Linked DNA regions of Mus musculus: region 2 is linked to region 1. A link is a contact called in public Hi-C data. All regions are on one chromosome and are shown on one strand. Each heading gives the region's core, a stretch centred on a gene start, on an enhancer-like site or on the middle of the called end of the contact. The rest is flanking DNA. Distances are from core to core; before and after follow the strand shown.

What was found. A called contact is a pair of places that touch in the nucleus more often than the background predicts.
Region 2: a contact with region 1 is called in a Hi-C map of muscle stem cells, with 3 times the contacts expected there. The contact joins two enhancer-like sites. A contact is called at or near these places in 1 of 15 datasets of contacts at CTCF or cohesin (pro-B cells), 12 of 484 Hi-C or Micro-C datasets (B cells, the C2C12 cell line, Th1 cells and 4 more), 2 of 115 datasets of contacts at active chromatin or transcription factors (both in embryonic stem cells) and 1 of 9 other capture datasets (embryonic stem cells).

What each region holds. Positions count from the first base shown.
Region 1 is chr14:65,322,335-65,329,118 of GRCm38.p6, forward strand. Fbxo16 (F-box protein 16) reads left to right here. Exons shown (of 8, transcript NM_015795.2): 8 at 1-1,639. Among named protein-coding and RNA genes, the nearest start is that of Gm41178, 27 kb to the left of the region's middle. Within about 2 kb of position 4,432, at least 38 of the 459 cell types and tissues checked have an H3K27ac peak or open chromatin away from gene starts, as enhancers often do. A contact at or near this core is called in muscle stem cells, where this site is marked.
Region 2 is chr14:65,530,814-65,537,597 of GRCm38.p6, forward strand. Elp3 (elongator acetyltransferase complex subunit 3) reads right to left here. Exons shown (of 15, transcript NM_001253812.1): 15 at 1-787. The coding sequence ends at 711. Among named protein-coding and RNA genes, the nearest start is that of Elp3, 59 kb to the right of the region's middle. Within about 2 kb of position 3,973, at least 35 of the 459 cell types and tissues checked have an H3K27ac peak or open chromatin away from gene starts, as enhancers often do. A contact at or near this core is called in muscle stem cells, where this site is marked.

The DNA.
Region 1 (6,784 bases), core at 3,182-5,681:
CATGGAAAATAACCAGCATCATGGAGGGAAAGAGTACAGGGCTGGTACCAGGGAGATGCCTCAGCCAAAGAAAGCATCCTGTGTAGGCCTGATGAGTTCCGTTCTCAGAAACCATGGTGGAAGGAGAGAACTTAACTCCTGAAAGGTGACCTCTGGCCGCCGCATGCACCAACTTCCCACTCCAGCAATAATAGAGCACATGTCTAAAGGAGTGACAATGGGCATGTAAGCAATTTAAAAGAGCTTTGGAGTAGCTGGAAAACAGAACAAAATCACTTAGTGTAGCGGGAGTAGATTAATCTACTCTTATCTCCCCTGTGGTGGAACACATGCTCCTTGCTACCCACCCCAATGCTCTGGATTCTAGGAATGAAAGACACACACACAGAGCCTTATATTTAATATGCCTTAATCTGCTCAGTGGCTGGGCCACATCAGTCCTCCATGTCGCTAACACACTCTTCCCTCCCATTCTCCTGATTTATTACTTACCAAAACCTGTATTCCATCCTGGCCACCCTGGATCCAGGCCTGCAGCTCTCCTGGGCCATGATCCATGACTCTTACATGTTGGTAGTCTACCTGTCTCTCTGTCCTACACTTCTCAGGCCTGGTCCTTCTCCTTCCCCAACATGTCACATTCCCCCCCTGCCCCCTCCCCTTTCCCTGGAGTCCTGTCTCTGTCTCCCTGCCCAACCATTGGCCACTGGCATCTTTATTTAGCAATCAAAGCCAACTGGGGGTAGGGACCCTCAGCATTTACATGCAGACATGCGGGTTCTGTGATTCTGGAAACCCAAATAACATAATGCAAGCATGAAAACCAAATCCACAACAACTCAGTACAGACGTGAATGTTCATGTAACAGGCTCCCAGACCTTAACACAACTCATGAATGTTAGAGGCACCATTTTGATCTTAAAACCCAACACACAGGCCCCAGTACCTGCCAACATGGAAACAAAGACCTAACACATCCAGCACCTAGGCGCAGTTCCAGGAAAGTCCGTGCACGTACTCACCTTGCTTTTCGGCTTCTGTCTTTCTGCTCCTTGCTAAGTCGACTGTGACAACCAGGATGTGGTTTTGGTACATAACTTGGGGTCGCATGGTTATGGCAAGTTCCCTGTGCAGGCACTGGCCAGCCATAATACCTTTCTTTTTTTGTCTTTCTAAGTGTCCTTGTGGTGGTCTCTGATGGGCTTACTTCAAAACATTTCTTTCTACAATCAACCATCTACCCATATACCCATCTCAGTTCCCCAGAAACTGCTGTTCTGCGATGTAGTTACCTAAGTAAAGTAGAATAATGGAAAAGCAGTGTTTGCTGTTATTGTCTGAATATGAAGGAACCCACGAGAGGCTGATGCATTGAAAGCTTGGTCTCTAGGTGACAAATCCAATCACTGTGGGATGATTACACCATGAGGGTTCTGACGTCATCAGTACATTAATTCATTATAGAGTTACACCAAGTAAGATTTTAGGAGGTGAGGCTGGTTGGAGGGAGTAGGTCCCAGAGTTCGTCCTCTGAAGAGTCTGTCTTATTCTTGGCCCCTTCCTATCTAACGCTCCACCCCGTTTGCAACAAAGTGAGCTCTGGTTTCTTCTGTGGCCAAATAAATCCTTCCTCAGCAAGCTGTCTATTGTAGGTATGTTGCGCAGTAAGGAAAAGGATGGCAAACACGGCTGTCCATTGTGATACCAAACAGTCTACACACACACACACACACACACACACACACACACACACAAAGAGTTTTGACAGTGGCCCAGACTGGTGGTACAGAAGAAAGTGGTGTGTGTCCAGATGATAGGTAGGGACAAAACACAATCTAGTAATAATCACTTCATTTGTCCCACATAGCGTTGCACTAAAGCATCCTTCCGCGCTGAGATCTTGTGTCTTTCCCATGGGAAGGGTGTTCTCTTCCCAGAGCCTGTGTCCTCATGGACACTTCCATTTCTTTAGTTGGCCAGACAGTTGTTCCATTTGAAACAAAGGGAACACAGGCTCTGGAGGGTAATACACCAGGAACCATGGGCAGATGGAGAACCTGGACAGTCTGCAAATGGACGACCCTTGATCATGTCATAAGTAGTTACACTCGAGGAGGGACACGGCTGGCACTGTGGTGTGAGCCATCCATTAGGGCTCTGTGAAGGCTGCAGGCAGAGCCTTTGTTCCCTTCTTGAAGCCTAGGGTTCTGAAGTCTGGTGGGGCCTGAGTCACCTTTGAAGTTCTAGTCATAAGAGGTTCATAGTGTCACTTCTGTTTCTTTAGTCAACTGGACAGTTGTTCAATTTGAAACAAAGGCAACACAGACGCTGCAGGGTTGCAAGGTTCTGGAAGGACACCCACAGACACCAAAATGGACTTTGTTTGTGCGAATACATATTGTTTTTCATACACTTTCCCCACCAGCCTCCCATTTATTTCTGTTGATCTACTTGTATTTGAGAGGGTTGCAAGTACCCCAGGCTGACCTTGACCTTAGTATGTATCTGAAGATGATCTTAAACTGTCTCCACCTCTTGATGTTGAAATTACTGGTGTGTATAAGACTACCACACTCAATGTATGAGACACTGGGAAACAAACCCCAGGCATTGTGGGTACTGGATAGGCACTCTAGCAACATTGTAATATGCCTAGCCCCTCCCAGTTATTCATTTTTATTTCTTTTGGTGCTGGGGATTGAACTCAAGGTCTATGTACAAGCTGCACAGGGGAGCTATGACCCCACCCTTTCCCACAGACTTTAAATCATTTCTAGGTGACTTGCAATTCCTAAAACAATGTGAGTAGTTGTTAAACTGTGTCTTTTGTACTATGACAAGATGGGACAGTACTGACAGTACATGGCAGGCCTGGCTGCTGCGTGGTGGATGTATATCAGCAATATTGTGATAACTTTTCCTAGCTCTGTGTGTGTGTGTGTGTGTGTCTGTGTGTGTCTGTGTGTGTCTGTGTGTGTCTGTGTGTGTCTGTGTGTGTCTGTGTGTGTGTGTGTTAGAGCCCAAGAACACAGAACCTGCAGATACAGAGGACCTAACTGGTTGGTTGTGAGAAATAAACCTTTTCTTGCTTTTAAGGAACCTGAGAAGCTGAGGAGAGGAGAGGGCAGCTGTTGCAACACATGGGCTTGAACAGGGTACCTCGAGCAGAGCTGAAAGAGAGGACTGACGAAGCAGTCTGGGAGGAGCTACAGATGGGGATGGCTGTTCCAGCAGAAAGCCTAGGATGAGTCCATGAAGGTGGTGTGGGATGTACAAGGGGGAGAGAGAGAGAAACGACCCAGTGAAATAGCCAGAGACCCGGGGAGAAGCCAGAGAGTCAGTTATCCTGGTGTGCCCAGGACTGACTTGGCTTCAGGGGCTTGGGTCGCTAGCTCCGTGCAAGCAAGTGCAAGGCCCTGGATATAATCCTCAGCAAGGCCAAAGCCGAGGGGAGGAGAAGGGTAAGAAGAAAAGGGGGAGCTGGGCGTGGTGGCACACGCCTTTAGTCCCAGCACTTGGGAGGCAGAGGCAGGCAGATTTCTGAGTTCGAGGCCAGCCTGGTCTACAGAATGAGTTCCAGGACAGCCAGGGCTACACAGAGAAACCCTGTCTCAAAAAACCAAAAAAAAAAAAAAAGAAAGAAAGAAAGAAAAGAGAAGAGAAGAGAAAAGAAAAGAAAAGAAAAGAAAAGAAAAGAAAAGAAAAGAAAAGAAAGGGAAAGAAAGGGAAAGGAAAGGAAAGGAAAGGAAAGAAAAGAAAAGAAAAGAAAAGGGGGAGGAAGGAGAGGGATGGAGGGTGATAGAAAGACGGAGCGAGCATAAGGAGGAGATGGAGGAAAGGGGGGAGGGGAAGATGAGGAAGAAGAGAGGAAGGGAAAGAGGAAAGAGGAAAGAAGAGAAGGCTGAAAACAAGGAGCATCTCCAGGAAGCCCCTCAGTCGCCATGAGTTGTTCTGGAGACTTGGATGGCCCACGAGAGCTGATGGTTTCTATAGAAACCCGTCTGAGCTGCCATGAGGTTGGGGAGAGAGCCGGAAAGTCAGTCAAGAGCCCGAACAGGAATCTGAGCCCTGCCAGGAAGTCAAGGCTTCGCCCTAGGTACTGAACAGTTGATCCGGGACTGTGAGATAGGAAAGCGATCTGAGGAGACTTGCATTTAGAGGGCTCTGGTGCCTGGGTAACTGGAAAGAGGGGATGTGCAAAGAACCGCCCATCACAGAGTCTCCAGAGAGGTGGAGCGAGACCGGGGAGCTAGAAGGATATAGACTCAAAGCGACAGCAGGACTTGGAGATACAGAGAAGGTTGGCGAGAGAGACTCTCGGGTGCCTGGCATCAGCACTTGGAAAACAATGGGGAAGTAATGAGGGTGGTTCAGAAAGGCCTTCCCACACCACCCTGCCCTGGAATGCAAACAAACCGTTCCTTCCCCTGCAGCTGCTGTTGGTTTGACGGTGATCTTGCTGGGTGTGCAAGTGTATTGGACGTCCCAGGGACAAGGGGAGGGGGTGAGAACTGCGGGGTAGTCAGGAGGCTCCTCTGGAGGGTGAGGAGGAGGAGAGAGAGAGAGAGGCTGTGTTAAACTGTAGGTTTCAGAAGCCCTTGCCTACTCTGGTTTGGTTTCCACAAGACCCTTAGTGGGGGGGGGGGGGGGAGAAAGGAAGGAGGGGCAGAGGGAGGACCTGGCACCTTTATCTTACCGTTGCGGAATTTAGGATGGAGTAGCAAGCCCAAGCAATGACTGTCTAACAGCAGGCCTGGGTCATGACTGAGAGTTTGACTCCAAAGAACACCTCTTCCCACCTCACAGTTGCTCCATAGCCACTCTTCCTGAGTGGACACGGCCTCCTCATTCAGTATTTGGCCTGGAAATCCTCCCATTTCTCCCCACAGCCTAGAGGGCAGAGAAGGTGGCAGGGAGTGGGAAGGATTAGATCTGGTGTTCCCATGGGCTTTCAGAGAGCGGCTGAAGACTGCTGTCAAGAACTGGAATTAGCTGGGCATAGTGGCATACACCTTTAGTCCCAGCATGAGATCTCTACCAGCCTGGCCTACATAGTGAATTCTAGGACAGTCAGAGTTACTTAGTGAGACCGTCTCAAAACAAACAAATAAATAAATAAATTTCGGATTATCAGATAATTTCTTCCTTTTCTTTTTTATATTTTAAATTTTTTCTTTTTTTCTTTTTTCTCTTTTCTAATTCTTTTGTTGTTGTTGGGTTTTGTGTTTTTTGGTTTTTTTTGGTTTGTTTTGTTTTTGTTTTTGTTTTTTTTTTGTTTTTCGAGACAGGGTTTCTCTGTATAGCACTGGCTGTCCTGGAACTCACTTTGTAGACCAGGCTGGCCTCGAACTCAGAAATTCGCCTGTCTCTGCCTCCCAAGTGTTGGGATTAAAGGTGTGCGCCACCACGCTATGCCCAGAATCTCTTAAAGAGACATAAAAAAAAAAAAAAAAGATGAAACTGGAGCCTTCAGATAAAGCCCAGTGTCGTCTCAAATGTTTAAACCACACACGTTTCCATTCCCACGTGAATTTTGATGTCTGTCCTTTCCAGTTTTGATTCTTCTGTTTGTGGTCTTCCTCCCATTTCTCTCTGTCCATCTTCAGTTGTAGTCATAAATCTCAACTACCCACCCTCTAGGATGGAATTCTTCACAGGATCCCAGATTCTCCACATGTTTCCATATTTCTTTTATTAAGCAGGCACATGACTGGTGTTTGACAGTAATGCTGTCATCAGAATGTTAAGAAATTCGCATTTCTCAGCTGGCTTCGTTAGTCCCGGGCTCCAGCAGAGAATGGACGCTAGAGGGCGCTACTTCCCCTCTTTTCTAAGTCTAGACAGCAGCTCCCGTCCTGATCTCCTGGGTCTTCCAAAGTTTGTCACTCATTTGCTTTGAGCACGGTTCACCAGCTTTTTCAGAGTTCTGGGTGTACGTGTACACCTTCGAGAAACGCTCATTAATTCACTTCAAGTCTTTTGTTTCACTTAAATTACTTTTTTAGTGCTAGGATTTTTTTTTAAAGTTTAATTAATTTATGTATATGAGTGCTCCATCTTCAATCACACCAGAAGAAGACATAGGATCCCATTACAGATGGTTGTGAGCCACCATATGGTTGCTGGGAATTGAACTCAAGACCTCTGGAAGAGCAGTCAGTGCTCTTAACCACTGAGCCATCTCTCCAGCCCAGCATTTATATTTTTAATAAGTCCAGCATGGTCTATATAAAGAGTTCCAGACCAGCAAGGGCTACATAGTAAGCCTGTATCCCAGCAAACGCAAACAACCCCCTGCCATCAGCAAACACGAACAGGGATTGAATAACTCTGAAGTCAGGGGGAGTGGAGGTAGGGATGAGTTGGTGAAGCCCTGGATACTTGGTTCTGGTGTTCATTTGGCATGTGTTTCCTGTAATTCGTTCCTGATGAGATTTCGATATGTTTCATTTCATCTTTAAAAAGAAACAAACAAAAAAGCAGGAATACTTTTCAAGAAGGAAACTGACCATATAATTGACATGAATTACAAAAATCACAACTGCTAACACATGCCCAGAAGGAAACCAAGCCTCATCTGCTATCACCAAATATTTACTATTGATGTGCTGTTGGCTCATCTGTGTTATAGTCCAAGAATGCTAGCAGATCCCAGGGTGGACGCTCACTACTGGGGGAAAAACAAGAAGGGGGAGGGTCATTTTCAAACCCAGCAAGTTTGATCCTCTAACTTTTCCTTTTTCTGGGAAATGAGGACACAATTTGTAATCATTTGATATGAGG
Region 2 (6,784 bases), core at 2,723-5,222, 210 kb after region 1:
AGCCCAGCATGCTGAAGGTAGTTCACACTGTCCTGCAGGTGTCAGGGGTATGGACATACAGACTTTCACAGACGTGAGACAAAGGAAAGGCTTCCAAGATGGCCCTGGTCAGGGCAAGCTTCTGACAGGATTGGGCTAGAGACGGCCGGCATCAAGCATATTAACACAACCCACTACCTCAGCTCTTCTTTCTCCAAACACAGCACATTTCAAGACACGGCACAGCCACTGAGATTTCCAGTGCAAAGCTCATTTTCTAAATTCCAGGGTGAATGTGCATGTAGTTAAAGGGCAGGGAGTCATGTCTGACAGCTTGTCTGTGCTGCAGTCTGGCTTTCGTCTTTGGATATATAAATAATCTTCTCCCGAGGCTGCCCCTCAGATGACAATCACGAGTGACGATGGCCAAAGGAGTTGATTTGCTCTGGTCACAGCGTCTGAGCCAAAATGGGTCACCTGCAGCCTTCATGCAGAATTTAGAAACTGGAAAAATCGTTTAAGCCTTAAAGCCAGAAGAGGCCCCATGGGCACATAAAGAGGTGGGTTTGGCCTCTGTCACAGGGGTCAGAGTAGTGAGCGGCAGCCACCACAGGGGGAGGGCAGAGGACCGTCCAGGAGTGTGCAGGCCGTTTACCTCCTCAGCCTCTGCTGAGACTGCACTTGAATCTTCTGTCAGGGAGGATGCTGCAAGAAGGTAGACTGGGTGGTCATTATTTTAGCATCTTTACCATGTAGGGGCCTTGTAATCTGTAGCCAATCTTTCGGTAATAATTTCTTGTGCCGACCCCTGCAGGGAAAACAAAGTACCAGAGCTCTAGTCAGCCTAATTTTAGCAGCTCTCAGAAGTCAGCCGTGAACCCCTCGGCCTTGTGCCCTGTCTCTTATTCAGACTGCACTACTGCCCAAACCGAATCTCATATAGAAACTTGCCCTATTTCTATTATGCTGGCTTCCATGAACATAGACGCTGCTGTGGGAGAAATGCCCTTTCCTAACAGCTGGCACAGGACCAGGGTATATGGCAGCACATATGTGTAGGCACAACAGATGCACCAATATTGTTCAGCACTGCAGTAGGGAACACAGCACAAGAAGACGAGAGTTCACATCCAAGAGGCCCGTATTCCAAACGGTTTTCTGGAAATGACTGAGAAGGCAGATGGAAATGGGATCTCCGCACGGCTTGTGGCTGCTGTCTGAGGTGCTGGGAGTACATGAGGGCTCACAGGAGAAAGCTTGGCATCCTTTGGCTTAACTCAGTTCCAGCACTACTGAGAGTTACTACATGATGCAGGGTAAGGGCTCAGCCCCACATGGCTGCCTCAACCTCAGACATCAGTTGTAAGTACACTATCTTCAACCCAAACACTCAAGAACACTGTCTGTTTCTATGCACTTCTGAATGTTTTAAGCATTAGGACAGATGGACAGATGGATAGATGCAGCTCACTACGACTGACTCTAACCAGGCACACATACTGCCTTGCACATTTCTACCAGTCGTGTATTATTATGACTTCTGTCTGACATGGGCAGGTGCAGGACAAGGAGACAATGGACATATGAATAACAGGCATGGACAACGGCTCAGACTCAGCGAGAAGAGGAAGGCTCAAACTGCCAAAGGAACAATTTTCCCCAAGTTCTAGATCATAGACATACTCCAAGAACCAGCAGATATCCACCTTAGTGAAAAGAGAAACACTATGTCCAGCAGATGACATAATATTCTAACACTCCAAGATAAGAGAGAACTCAAGTATCAACTACAGGTGGATATACTCACAAGGGAATATAACACAGCAGTGAAAAAGCAACTGTGGTCTGTCTATGTATCCATGTTGAGACATTTCTCTCAGGACTGTGCCAGATCTAAAACATTTCATTTACACAAAATTTAGGCATAGGAAACTCCAAAATTTGGCCAGATAATGGTTACATTTGAAAGATGCTAAGGGTTCAGGGCCTCACGGTGCTGAGAATGCTGTTACTGATCTAGGCAGTGGTGACACTTATTAATGAAGCCACCTTCTTGGCACCTCACCTCACTGTGTATGTCACTCCTCATTACAAAACCTCAGGGGCACAGCCATTTAATACATACACGAAAAGTGTTCCAAGAGCTCAGCTGCCTGAAGGATCCAGGAAACTAAGGCAGAGTGGGTACAGAGAGGAGGCAGCTAAGAAGCCGGGACCAGGACAACCCAGTGTGTTCCAGGTACAGACATGGTCACCTGTGCCCAGTCCCTTCTAGAACACTGTTTACCAGAAACCGAACAGCAAATTCTATGCCTGACTCACTCTCACTAGACAAAGGAGCTTCTTATAGGTGGCATTACTTCTAGTGAAAGCCAGAGCAGGCGAGACTTATGTAGAAGTCAGTGTCCTTCCTTGTGACCCACGTGCGTGTGTGAGGACAAGAAGAGATAATCCCACCTGTCAAGCCATCAGAAAGAAATCTGAATCCAGAGCCTAGGATCACTAAGGGCAGGTAGATCCTAAACACTGAATTCCTGTCTGAAATGTAATACAAGGCCAGAACTGGCGGATCAGGCTAACCAGCCACCCCTCTGCAGCCCTTGCTCACATGCCCTCCAGTCCCAGCTCAGGTACTGGGGACCCTCCAGGCAGAGGCTTCCCCCGTCACCAGGATTAGCGCCTCTCCTGACTGGCTGAAGGACAGGCTTTAATCACAGCGACACTGTTTCAGTGCTGAATGCTCTATCCCCCTGTCTCTGCCTCCCCTCCTGCAGTGTCAGGTCTTTAAGCCAATGGCTTCTGTCACTAGGGTTATTACAGTGACTAGCACATAATCAGGATGTAGCAAATGTCTGGGGACCTATTATACACTCATTATTTTCATGTTGTGCACACACAGAGCAGTGTGCTCTTGCAGGACACACTGTAGAAAACGAGAACTGAGTTGGCACTTTGAGGCAGAGGATGGGGGGAGACGACATACAGTCAGGAGGGCTACACACAGACCGTGGGAGGACTACACCAGAAGGTGGGAAGGACAACTCTTTGGAACCTTACAGATCCCCACTTTGCTGGCTGAGAGGAGCCATTTCCCATGGACTTATTTACGCTGTAAGGGTCTCAAGCATCCAGCAGTGAAGGCACAGGTCTACTGACCCTGCGAGCAGTCATGCTGGCTCACCCTGATTCTTGGCTCCTTACTTTCTGTTTGGGAGTGTCCCAAATGATCCACTAGATTTACTTAGGTTCAGGTCAGGACACACATAATTCTGCTTGTTTGTATGTTCCCCATCAAAGAGAGATGGTGGCCTAGTTTTAAGATCTGCAGCTGGGTAGTGTTTTCATATAATCCAGGCCTAGAGAAGCCTGGATAACCAGGAATGTGAGTAATGGGGAGAGCTGTGAGTCCCCAGGTGTGTGGTTAAGACATGAGCTTTCCTGGAGCTCACGGGAGCATTTCTCAGCAACGATTCCAAGTGAGCCTCTTGCTCCTGGGACTCTACTCCTTCACATAGAACTGGGTTCTTGAGACCAGGTTGGGAGAGGCATTGGCTACACTGGAACCATCTCTGGTCAGCTTAGCTTTGTACTCAGGAACACACAGCAGCCCCTGACAGCTCCTGGGACTCCTAAGGTTTGGAGTCCTATGGAATTCCTAGCTTCTGTCTGGTCCAAACTCCATCTTCCCCCTGCATTTATGTATCCTGATTCATGCAGTTAAGACATGACCACTTCTCCGATCTGAAGGACAAACTGGCAGTGTTGTGCCTGCTCTTGGCCAGCTGGAAAGAGAGTCACTGGCTGGGTGAAGGCCTTATCTGCCTCCCTTCTGCCTTTGTGGGGCTCCATCTCAGGCAAAGTTCTCTGTCACGGTAACTTTCCTTGTGTTAGTCAGCCAGGAGAAAGCAATTACCCTTTGAAGCTGACGTCAGTAGCCTCCTGGACCATGCTGACGTGCTAGGCTGTCTTGGTCTCAGATCAGCCTGACTGTTGCTGCCTCTCCCCTGCAGAAGAAACACACAGCTGTGCAAGCAGGAGCTCTACACTCCATCGCTCCTGTGGGCTGCTGCCAAATCCCTAGGCTCGGAATGAGCAGGGCTCAAGTGCTCTCAGCTGTGGTCACTGGGGTGCTCACTGTAGAGTCCCCAGTTATCAGAATAGTATCAAAGGTGGGGTGGTCACCGGGGTGCTCACTGTAGAGTCCCCACTTATCACAATAGTATCAAAGGTGGGGTGGTCACCGGGGTGCTCACTGTAGAGTCCCCACTTATCACAATAGTATCAAAGGTGGGGAGGGACACGGCCTGAAGTCTACCTTGGTTTATTTTCAGAGTTACTTAGTCCACATCAGAACTTACCCATGTCACAAGGACCTTGGTTTTATTGTAGGCAGAGTAAAAAATTTTATGTTCACTACATTGCCAGCTATGACAATTCAAAATGAGGCAAGAGGGAAAGGAACACCATAAAACTGTCTGTAGCACTGTCCTCAGACGTCACTCTAGTAAACAGCCTGTGTTACCTCCTTGGCCTCCATTTCTGCCCTACATCTTTTGGAAGGAGAAAATACATTTGCATAGACTGAACTGTGTGCAGTTATTAAAATGGCTTCTGCAGTCTTCTTTCAAGGGGATGCTGACCTAGGCAAAGTGGAAATTAAAAGGAGAGGGTGTGACTCATTCCATAAGGGGCCACTCAGCATGTAGTGGGGAAGCCCCTGTCCCTAGATGATCTCTAATTCTGGCTGCCAAGGCCCACCAGCCTCCTAGGGCATCTGCAACCTGGAAATCATCAGTGACTGCATCTTCAATCCCTTCTCTTTGCTGGATGTGCTTACTCTCCAAGCCCCTGATGTAGAGAGAAGCCCCCTGCTTTCTGATCCACTCTCCCTGATACCACCTAGCTTAAGACATAGCTCTGCCTGCTCGAAGAAAGGACTCAAGACTCTTTGCTAAATGCCCCAACCACTGCCTATGGGAGATTAAGTACAGATTGCATGAGGTCTAGGAAATGGTGTGTGTGTTTGTGTGAAGATTAACTAACCAAGACACAAATGGAACAAATCCACTTGAGTTCTACACTACTGAGAAGATGGCTCAGAGGGTGATGCATATGCAAGGGTTGTTAGAAAATATGGGCTCAGATGCTCAGCAACCGTGTTAAAGGCTGGGTGTGGCTGTGCACGTGTGTTGGGATGGAGAAGGACTAGACTGGCTGGCAGCCTGGCTCTAAGGGATAGTAATGTTCTCCTCTGGCCGCTGCTCTCGTACATGAACCCCCACTGCCCACACAACAGTTCTTTCTTCTTTGGAGGGAGGGAGCAGGCAATGGAGGGTCCTGTTGGTGGGATGCCTCAACCCACTGGAAGCCAGCTCTTTGTTTCTAAGGGGATCAGTTACATAGCTGTGAACACTTAAGTAACTCTACTTTTCCTTTGAAAAGCAAGATAAATCAAGAGCTAGAAACTCTTATGACTTTAATTCCACCGAGAAAAGAAAGAGTGTGACAGTCAGGACCTGTGACAGGGAAGAGCCGGCAGGGGTCTTTTTTTGCATGTGGCTGTGCAAGGGGTCATCTGCAGCTCCCTCACCCAGATTTCCAAGTCAAGATGCCCCAGGGCAACAGCATAAGAGTTCAGGCAATCCGGAGGTTATTAAGTTATGAGGTGGGAGTTCCATGAATGGCACTTGGGCCCTTACAGAGGATAGAGGAAGCCTGTTTATCTTTTTGCCCTTCAGCCATGTGAAGACACAGAGGTGTCCCCTCAGATGATTGGCCTGCATAGGACACCAAGCGAGCTCCTGCCGTGGAGCCTTTGTTATCAGTGGAGCTTGGTCCTGGACTTTGCACTTCCAGAACTGCAGTAACTAAAGCTCTCCTGTTCCTGTGAGCAGCCCGACAGACAGACACACAGCAAGGCCAAACAGCTCACAGTCCCATCAGAATAGGCTCCCCTCTCCATCTGGTGCAGTTGACAGCCAAGCTTTTTAAAATGAAATTTAAAAGGGGTCAGTTTCTACTACATGAATGTTACTCCAACTGGAAAATCAAGCAATCAACCCTTCACATGGATGGAAACACAAACAAACCCAGGCTGGAAAAAGACATGGGACAGAAGTGTAACCAACCAGAGGAAGAGATAAGGCTGGGATCCCAGATGAACGCGTGCTTGCACGGCACAGCCTGGTATTCTTCAAGGAAAGAACACGTGCGTACATGATGCAGACATTTTCATGCTGACAAGGAAAGGATTAGAAACCTGGAGGTGTACTCCTGCTTGCTGACATTTCTTTTCTTGGGGTACACGGATGCCCTTTATTGTTAGCAATGTTAGCTGGACTGAATGAAGATTGAGCCCACATCCCCACACTCCCACAGGCAAACTTGAAATGAGAAAGACAAAACATGCTAATCCTTTCCTTGACGCTGAAATCAGAGTTTTGAAAAATAGATATAAAAGTCTGAGGTGATGATCACTTCATCTCTATCATCATCAGCATCATCATCATCACCATCATCAAAACCCAGGGAAATAGACAAATGAAAAGAAACTGTATCTTAATTACTTATGGTTCGGTTATGTATGGAAGGCTCGCTATATGTGGAGTGTTAACACGGGGAAATAGTCATTAGTTTCATTCATTTACTGTTGCATCTCATTGACCCACAAGGACGGCAATATTTCACGCAAAACCACACTGACATGGAAGATAGGGAAAGGCTTTTACTCTCAACATCTGAAAAGAATCAGTTAACTGAATGACCTGAAAGCTCTCAGACAATTTTCCTCCTGCTCTGAGAGAGG